Linked DNA regions of Xenopus tropicalis: region 1 is linked to region 2. The links are chromatin contacts, called in public Hi-C maps. All regions are on one chromosome and are shown on one strand. Each heading gives the region's core, a stretch centred on a gene start, on an enhancer-like site or on the middle of the called end of the contact. The rest is flanking DNA. Distances are from core to core; before and after follow the strand shown.

What was found. Hi-C and Micro-C count contacts between places; a contact is called where the count stands out from the background.
Region 1: a contact with region 2 is called in a Hi-C map of gastrula embryo, with 1.9 times the contacts expected there. The contact joins the promoter of dlx5 here to the enhancer-like site in region 2. A contact is called at or near these places in 2 of 5 Hi-C or Micro-C datasets (gastrula embryo and neurula embryo).

Annotation. Positions count from the first base shown.
Region 1 is chr6:33,922,998-33,927,853 of UCB_Xtro_10.0, reverse strand. dlx5 (distal-less homeobox 5) reads left to right here and starts at 1,309. Exons shown (of 3, transcript NM_001004778.1): 1 at 1,309-1,827; 2 at 3,958-4,142. The coding sequence starts at 1,473.
Region 2 is chr6:33,784,530-33,789,175 of UCB_Xtro_10.0, reverse strand. No RefSeq gene overlaps it. Among named protein-coding and RNA genes, the nearest start is that of sem1, 32 kb to the right of the region's middle. Within about 2 kb of position 2,190, at least 2 of the 11 cell types and tissues checked have an H3K27ac peak or open chromatin away from gene starts, as enhancers often do. A contact at or near this core is called in gastrula embryo, where this site is marked.

The sequences.
Region 1 (4,856 bases), core at 60-2,559, 140 kb before region 2:
TTTTCAGATACTTACAATATTTGTTCTTTTCTATATACAAACATGTAGGAATCCCCAGAGTTACTATAGGGCAGTAAGTGTTATTAAGGGAGTTGTGTAACGTTTCGGTCAGGAACAGGCTTCCTCGGCCAGGAGATCAGCATATGAAACTAAATACAATAATGTTAAAAAGGAAACCTTCTGGACTTTCTAGATTACTCTCTTTGAAAACGTCATGGCTACAAAAAAACTGCTTGGTTTGATAATGTATCTGTGTAATACTAATAATTAGAGTGCGTGTGTATAAACGTATATGGTATATAACATTTCTGAATTTCAGAGTAGAATATTTCATAGGGGTCCGGCACTGGGTGGCTGTTCAGCCTTGTCTCCGCATCCCCCCTACCTGCAGGCAGCAGACTGAATGGGCAGATAAAAGATAAGAAGTTGCATGCGATTATCTCATGTAAATGTGTCTGTGCATTCACATAGCAGGTATCTAGAGATGGTAATTAATTCTCATATAGATCTATAGAGATGAGAATTCTTCTGCCTTTTTTTCCAGGGTGGGGGCGAAGTGTCTTTTCCCATTACCCTATTAACTGATTTGTAGATGTGTTTATGTAGAGATCGCTCGATTTGTCCGTTTAATAACAGGACACTGATATATGTGCGTATCACTGAATAAAGGCAAATTGGGGGGTAATTAGAGATTCTAATAATACTGATAATAATACTGAGCTCGGCCAAAGGCTCTCCAGATCTCAAGCGATGCCCTGACTGCCTCTCATGGTCTGTGTCTGATGGGACGAGGAATGTATGGATGTGGCTTATGAACAAAAGCAGCCTAGCAATTTAATAAACGTAACCAAAAGACTATCGTATAATGCCTCTTTAATTTCTATCATTTGACAAGCGTCCTATTTAGTCCAAAGCATTAAATTGGTGTGGGGGTCTCAGTCCGGTCCTATCTGTGCAATAACTGACATAAGGCCCAAGCAATTCCGAGCCTTCCACCTTGGCTTTTTATTTGGTGCCTATAAATCGCAAAATGTCGCCAATGTCCCTAGCCAGTTGGTAGAGATGGTGGGACCTGTGCCCCAGACCTAGAGGAACTGAATGATCATTTCTCGGGGGGGGGAGGCTGTTGTTGTTGTAGTGCAGCTTTTGTTTTTCTGAACTAGTTGAACGGGTTGGGGTGTTGCTGTCGCTTGCGATGCTCCTGGCCAATGGCACCAGCCTACTGTGAATGGATCCACCCTACTGTGAGTAATAGCGCAATTGTGCATTTAACCAAGCCTCCAGTCAGCCCCATCCAGCAGTGTGCGCCCAGCCTCCTCCTCCTCTCTCTCTTCCTCCTCCTCCTGCTCAGATCACTAAGGAACCTTCCCAAGCTCTCACTATTTCAGTGCCAGTCCCAGCAGTAGCAGCAGCATGGCCGCCTGAGCAGCTTCCCAGCGCCCCCAATGCAGGCAGATCGCAGTCCCCAGAGCATGACAGGAGTCTATGAGCGGAGAGTCGCCACCATCAGAGCCACTGAGTTCCAGAGCATCATGCACCATCCTTCCCAGGACTCACCAACACTGCCCGAATCCACAGCCACTGACTCTGGCTACTACAGCCCAGGAGGGGCAGCTGGCCACCCACACCATGGCTACTGTTCGCCCACTTCGGCCACTTATGGAAAGGCGCTTAATGCTTATCAGTACCAGTACCATGGCATGAATGGAGCAGCGGGAAACTACCCTGGCAAAGCCTATAGCGATTATGGCTATGGGAGCCCTTACCACCCTCACCACCAGTACAGCGGAGCGTACAACAGGGTGCAGCCCCCCAGCAGTCAGCCAGGTAAATGGGACCCCTGGGTGGCAGAGATGATTTGACGGGGGGGGGGGTTGCATGTAAAGGGAGAACTGATGTATGTAGGCAACTGGGGTTGGAAGGGTTAATGTGCAGGCTTTGGGGGAGCCTGGGGCAGTAGCGGGTTGGCATGAATCCCCTCTGTGTCTGGCTTGGGAGCTATTTGTAGCTGTGGTCCCCGGCCTAAAACCATGTCTCTGCCGCTTCCCTTTAGAACTGAGGCGCCACCAGCCCGCACCATAACAAACCGCAGGGAGATTCCAGCTGCGCGCAAAACAAACAAGCCCGATTTACAGCAGCGCTAGTGCGGATAATCCCGCCGCACCGGGCTGGGGCTCCCCCGACTCAGAGTAGGCAGAGGAGCACCGCTTTTATATTAACATGTTAAAGTTGTTTTAATATTGGAAGATTCCCATTTCTGTGCTTGCCTGTCTTATTATCTCGTTTTATCCTGTTTATATAAGGTGTATATATTAAGTGAGACTCGCGTCAAACCCGTTGCGCCTTTTTGTGCCTGAAATTATTTAACCCCAACACAAGCATCACTATGTACCACTCAGTGTACATGGCTCAGGCGTATTTGCGCCATGCGGATCCCAGTTACGCGTCCCTGTGCGGCGAGTGGAAAGGATTTAGTTGCTGTCAGTGCTGGGCCCCAGCGGGAGGGCATCAGACGTGGCAGCTGCTGGGGTAGGGAGTCATTAGGTGCTGGTGGGGTACAGTCTGGCAGCGTTGAAATTATGGATCCTGAGATCATTCGTTTTGGAGGGACTGAACCCCACTTTGTGAGAGTTTTGATGTCCCCAGACATTTGCGGGCTAGTTACGCAGTTACAGAGCCCCCCAGTGCCGGGTTCTACTAATAATGCAGGTTTGGGGTGTGAGCTGCTGCACAGTGAAGTGCTGTTCGTTTAACTAGTTGCCCATTAATATATATATCTGGGTAATTGTTGTTGATATTATAGGCACTGTGTCTCCCATGCCAGGCCTTATTTAAGGACATCATTTTGGATCTCTGCTCTGTTGACTTTTAAACAAAAATGTTTTTTTACACAGGGAAAGTAAATACAATTCTAAGCAACTTTAGAGTTCATTGATGGTTTTAAAGTTATTTGTAATTTCTAGCAATGTTTTTGTTTTTTTTGTATCCCTTTCTTTTCTCTGGTTATGACCGTTGCGACAGTATAATAGGTAAGTTCTCCTTCAGGTCTGTCAGGTCAGCTGGCTTGTCACAGAGTTTCAGGACTCAGCCTCTAAACTGCCAGACTGACACTGCGTCTCATACAAATGACATTTACTAATAACTTTAAAACCACTCAAAAACGTGATTATTCATTCATTTTGAATGTATGTTAGAATTGCACTTTCTTTCACCATGCTGACGCCAGTTTTGGGTGGAGGGCCCCTTTAATCCCAGTATCTGTTGTTGTTTTTCTATTTGGGCTTTGAGCTGTTGCACGTTTGCCAGGGGAGTATTTGTGGGCGCAGATTTGGTTTTGCAGCCAGCCCTGTGCGAGTCTGTGCCTGGGCCAGATTGGGTGATGTGGCTGTGACTGTGGGAGGGGGTGTCAGTGCCAGATACAGAGGACTAAACCTTTCCTCCAGTTCTATGGGGAACCGCTGTCTCTGTCTGCACTGACCATAGTAACCGCGGAGCGAGCAAATGACAGGGCAGCCTTCCTGCGGGGCTTTCAACTCCTTCTTGTGCCACTTTGGGCTCTGTCTGGGCTGGGTCGCCCACACCCCATATACACTGAGCTCCGTCTGGTGCCAGGGTGCCCACTTCCTGTCTGTACAAGCACTGAGCACACTGACCGCAGTGCCTGGGAATCTGCTCTGATCGCGCAAGATTGCGCCCTAGCGCAGAGTAGAGATCCAGCCCCATAACACACCGATATTACTAACCACAGGGGGCAGGGTGGGCAATCTCTTGTAAGGATAGTAATATTATATATGTAGCCACTAAATTATATGTATAGCCACTACAAATAGATGTGCACATTGGTACATGCGTGTTTGTGCGATTTAGAAGTCATAGAGGTTAGATTATTAGATACAAAAATAATGAAATTCCAGTCCAATGTTCCTGACATTAAGAGGTGGTGTTTTCCTTCCCTAGAAAAAGAAGTATCAGAGCCCGAGGTGAGAATGGTGAATGGGAAACCAAAGAAAATCCGAAAGCCGCGCACCATCTACTCCAGTTTCCAGCTCGCAGCGCTACAGAGGCGCTTCCAGAAGACGCAATACTTAGCGCTGCCGGAGCGCGCAGAACTGGCGGCATCTCTGGGACTAACGCAAACACAGGTAGGATCCTTGTATGTGAAAGAGAGGCCCCATGGCCCTCAGGCCTGTTCCACTCCCAGTATTCAGTGCTAATCTACTAAATTGTAGCACTACGCTACGTACGCATGTGTATTTGGGTATATGAACAAGCGATTGCGCTCGTTTTACCAGCTACACGGTATAATGCGTATTCTTTGTCCCTGTCTGGGGAAGGCAATGGCGTGTAACCGAAATGTATTTATAAAAAATTAATACATATTTTTTTTAACTGATAAGTCGTTCTTTGTGCGGTCCCTTGTTCCTATGCCAAGTTATTATGCTAAATTGGAGGTGTGATTCAATGGTATGTGTGCATTATATTTATACGCACATAGATATTTATATTTTGTTGATAGGTAAAAATGCCTCTAAGATTTTATGAGATGGCTTAATGTGCGTCTTTTGCTCAATTTATGAAATGTATGTTATATATTTTTTATATATATATATATGGGGAATGCATAATAATATGGACGTTCTAAAAAAAAAGGGGCCGCGGAACCCGAAATCTTGGCCTTTATACAAACAATTTCAGAATTCCCTGTAATGGAGGTGCGTAAAAGGACGATGTGTGGCACAGTTTAATTCTCTATGCTTGAGACATAGGGGCGCATTGTGAACTAGTATTGCGGAATGTAGATAAGGGACTGGGAATTCTCAGTAACCCAAGTGCTGCAAAACTGCAAACCCTGGAGA
Region 2 (4,646 bases), core at 941-3,440:
GGTGCAACAAAGGGGAATATAAATGAAAGCTGTAACACAATTGTGAAAAAAGTACATGAGACACCGCACATGAGAGTTTACAAGCATTTGGGTTAGGGGAAGAAATGGCATAATTAGTGTAGAATAAAAAGATGTTTTAATATTATCTGAAAACAATACTCCAGAGCATCTACCAGCACATTAGTATTCATAGTGTATTTAGAACATTTTGTGCAGAATTTTGTCTCCTCACGTGGAAAATGCACTTGGGACATATCAATGTGCTCTGTTTTTGCTCCCAGCAAGAAATTTACTGAAAAATATCTGGAGCGGTAGTTAGTAAAACCAAAAACATTAATTCTCTTCAGCGTAATCAGCGCAAACCATTGGAATTTCCCTTGTATATGCTACATTAGGCCTATCACAAGTAAAACATAAATAACCTTCCCCAAACACACAAAAAATCTACTTAGAAAAGGAAATAAAATTAAGGTCAATCGAATAAGCCATCAAAATTAATTAGCTTCATATTTTCTCTTTTCCTAATTAATATCAATATGTGTGAGTGCTGGATGAGTCTTTAATCAGAGCCCATTTTATTCATGGTAATCTGCTGAGAAAAATAATATTATGTGAAGATGTTAATAATAATAATAATAACAACAGTAATAGTGTTACTGGGAGCTGCACAGTGTAAAATCCCCATTATCATAGCAGTTGTAGTTTTATACCTGCCAAGGTCTAACGCGGCTGCCTATGAGGGCAGGCTAAACGCTTCACGTGGAAAATCTGTGAATGCTTAAAGAGGTATTTGAAAGCTGGAAATGATTTCCTAACGTAGAAACAAAAAAAATATATATATATTATCCTTCCATCATAAAACCAGAACTCTAAATACAAATTACAGCCTGGAGTCTTTTAGTGCCACTTTGCTAAAACATGAATCAGTACACAATTTTTTCGATTTAACTCACTGAAATAAAAAAAAAGAGGGGGAAACAGACAGGTTTGTATTATGCGCTATATGTGTAATGATACGCTAAGGACTCACAAATAAACCAATAGCACTCAGTTGAACTTGTAAGATTGTGGTTCTGTTAAGAGCAAACATTAATGGTTCTAAAAAATTGTTTGTTTTTACACAACATATAATATTTGCCACCTTCTACATAAAGTGTATCTCCCACTCACCAGAAGATGTTTTTATATTCTTTCATTAGTGGTAATGATATTAGGTGCTACCTAGGGGTACCCAGTGCTGAAGCAACTAGAGTGGCTATCAACCTTAAGGTGCCATACACAGGCAAATTTAAGATGCTGGTATCAAACATTGACCAGATATTGATTGGGCAGGTTTAAAACCTCCATCAGGGACAGGGACGCAACAGCATTTCCATCATTGTTAGTAGGTTGTTTGGCCCCTCAAGAGGGATAAAGATCCACTCATTTGTTGACCTTGCCAATCTTTTAAAGTTTATTCTGTTCCAGGGTCGGACTGGGGGGTGCAGGGCCCACCGGGGCTCCCGCCCCAGGGGCCCTGCAGGTGCCCCAGCCGCGTCCCCTAACCCCCCCAAGGGCCCCCCTAACCCCCCCAAAGGGCCCCCGCCTGACGTCCTCCCCGAGCGCGTATAAATTGAACGCGTCGGGGAGGAACAGTCAGTAGCTGGGAGCGCCGGCAAAGGTCGGACTGGGCCGCTGGGGCCCACTAGGGCCGGGGCCCACCGGGATTTTTCCCGGTGTCCCGGCGGCCCAGTCCGACCCTGTTCTGTTCAAGCCCCCCTTTGAGAGCCAACATTTGGTTTGGGTCAATCTTAGCTTGAAAGATGTCATGGCAGTGCTCAGACCACATCCAATGTGAGTTTCCACAACTATTTTGAAGAGCAAATTTGAGGCTGGGCTCACACCAACCAAGGCTCTGTGCCCCCATAGGTGTTGGCCCCCACAGTTTGGTAACCAATGAGCTACTATAACACTGAGTCAGTTGTGTTACTGCAGCTCTTACTGTGTCAGTGCAACTGCTTTACAGGAAGATCGACGCTGGTCCTTTTCTACACATGAACTTCGGCAATGTTTATGTGATTCTCTCTGCATGAGTACAGGTCACAGGCTCTGGTGAATATCATCATTAGCACATGATCCACTCAGCACATGAATGTAAGACGTGATGGTCAGATAACCCCCTCACTGCATGAACATCATTGACATGCAAATGGTCCCCTCAGCACATGAACATCAGTGCCGGTTGTACAATCCCTTCTGTGCATCACCACTGGTAACATGACCCACTCTGTACATGAATATCAACTCTGTAAATACTGTCTCTTCAGTGCAGAAACATGAATCCATTCACAATACAAATGAGAAACAGGCATATGCAAGAAAAAAGAGGATACTGTTAATGCATTGCTGTGATGACTTTGGCAAACCATCTCTTCTATATCCTCGTCTATACCTCCTCCCAGCCCTGCCTGACAGCTTAACATATACAGGTATAGGATCCATTATCCGGAAACCCGTTATCCAGAAAGCTCCGAACTACGGAAAGCCCGTCTCCCATAGACTTTATTTAAATAAAATAATTCACATTTTTAAAATTGATTTTCTTTTTCTCTGTCATAATAAAACAGTACCTTATATTTGATCCCAACTAAGATATAATGAATCCTTATTGGAGCCAAAACAACCCTGTTGGGTTTAATTAATGTATAAGTGATATTTTCGTAGACTTAAGGTATGAAGATCCAAATTACAGAAAAAACCCTTATCCGGAATACCCTTGGTCCTGAGCATTCTGGATAACAGGTTCTATACCTGTACAAGATCCAACTCAAATGCCTTTTTTTAAACAATGTACACGAGAGCTCTCTAGCTATTACAAATTGTAACACTACAGATTTAAAACTCAATTATGTTTCTATAATTCTGACAGAATACAGAAAATATATATACAGGCACAGTCTCAATTTAGCAAATAATTAATATGCAAGTTTAACTAGCGAAACCCAGCTAAAAAGAAACCTAAAAGTAGAAACAACATTCACTTTGACCTTGGATGCAACTTCAAGAGCACTAGGGACTCCCTAACAACCCTCTATAGTGGGCATCTGAATGATACATAAGTTAGGGCAAGACACAAAGTGCAAAAAACACATTAGATATTTGCACCCTGCCTTGTATGGAGTAAATGACCCTCATAATCTTCACGGTTAATCACAGATACAGTATCTTACAGTTTTGCAGTAATATACAGGAAAACATAAGTTATAGGGAAAGCAGAGTGTTTTACTGAAATAATATCTCAAACCCTAAATAACAAAAAAAATGATCTGACATGGTGGGAAATGACATGGCTATAAGCAGGCAGGTGACAATAGAGTAGGCAAGAAATATAGTTACTATTATCTGCAAATGAATCACAAGCAGCAGTGCCCTTTATGATGTGACATATCTAGACTTTACTAGAAAGTGGTACCTAGGTGCTCATATTCTCAGCCAAAGAGAATTGTTAACATTTTGGATAAGAACACATCATGGCTCATTTATAAACACTGGGCAAATTTGCACCTGGGCAATAACCCACAGCAACCAATCAAATGTTGATTTTTATTGTTCAGCCTACAGCTGGCTGTAAAAAGTTACTGCATTCATTGGTATGGGATACCATACCAATGCAAATTTGCAAATGGAGTTTCGCTGCCCACAGTTTTGTTGGTGAGAGTTTCCAAGGGGTGATCTCCTGACAAGTGGGTCTGACCATACAGACAAAAAGGAAAGGGCAGCCAATCTAAACTTTCTTCAGAAGATTCCCTTTTATGAATGACAAGGCACCAACAGAATTTCATAAATTTCTTGTGGGCAATCCTCATTTCAGTGTTTTGGAATGATCTGGAAAATTGTTAGCCTGAAAAGCAAAGGATCTTTAGGGTTCCATGCTGTTTCCATGGCTTATTTGCAAAACATGATTTTACTACTGCAGAAAGAACGTAGAACTGGCCCTGTTTCATACTGACCCGGTTTCAGTACCAGGGGCTACACACTTAGTGATAATCATTGCTACATTCACAATTAAAATTAAACCACTTTGGCAGAACATCATTTGTTTTTATGCTGCTGACTTTATCTGCTTGGGTGAAACTGTAAAACTGGTCAGAATTTGTTAAATGTTTATTTGCTTGAAAACCAACAAAACCTTGGTTACCAAAACCTGGTTACCAGGAAAACATAACAATTAAAAAATGTAAGTTATTTAGCAAGTCGGTTTCTTTTGATGGTTGGAACAGTTAAGCGACGGTGTCCCTCCCCTCCGTGCTAGCATAAACAGGCCTCCTTTGCAGACTGTTTCTAATCTTTGTGATCAAAGAAAAAAAGCAGCGCTGATTAAAGAAACAGATCTTTCTGTCCTTCATGGTTGCTACTGCTTGTTCTGGAACGGTACAGACTTGTCATTTTCCTACCCTTGCCTAAAACATCATAGAAAGGAAAGAAAGAAAGGGTACAGAGTTTTATTTCTCACGAAGAAAGAAAGCACAACACAGTAATAAATCCCCCAGTCATCTAATATCCCAGTGCCAACATTGGTTACTACTCCAGGCCAGTTCTTTTCACCAGTACATACTAAGGTGTTTGATGATTAGCCACAAGTGAAATTGGCCTAGGTAATTTATTAA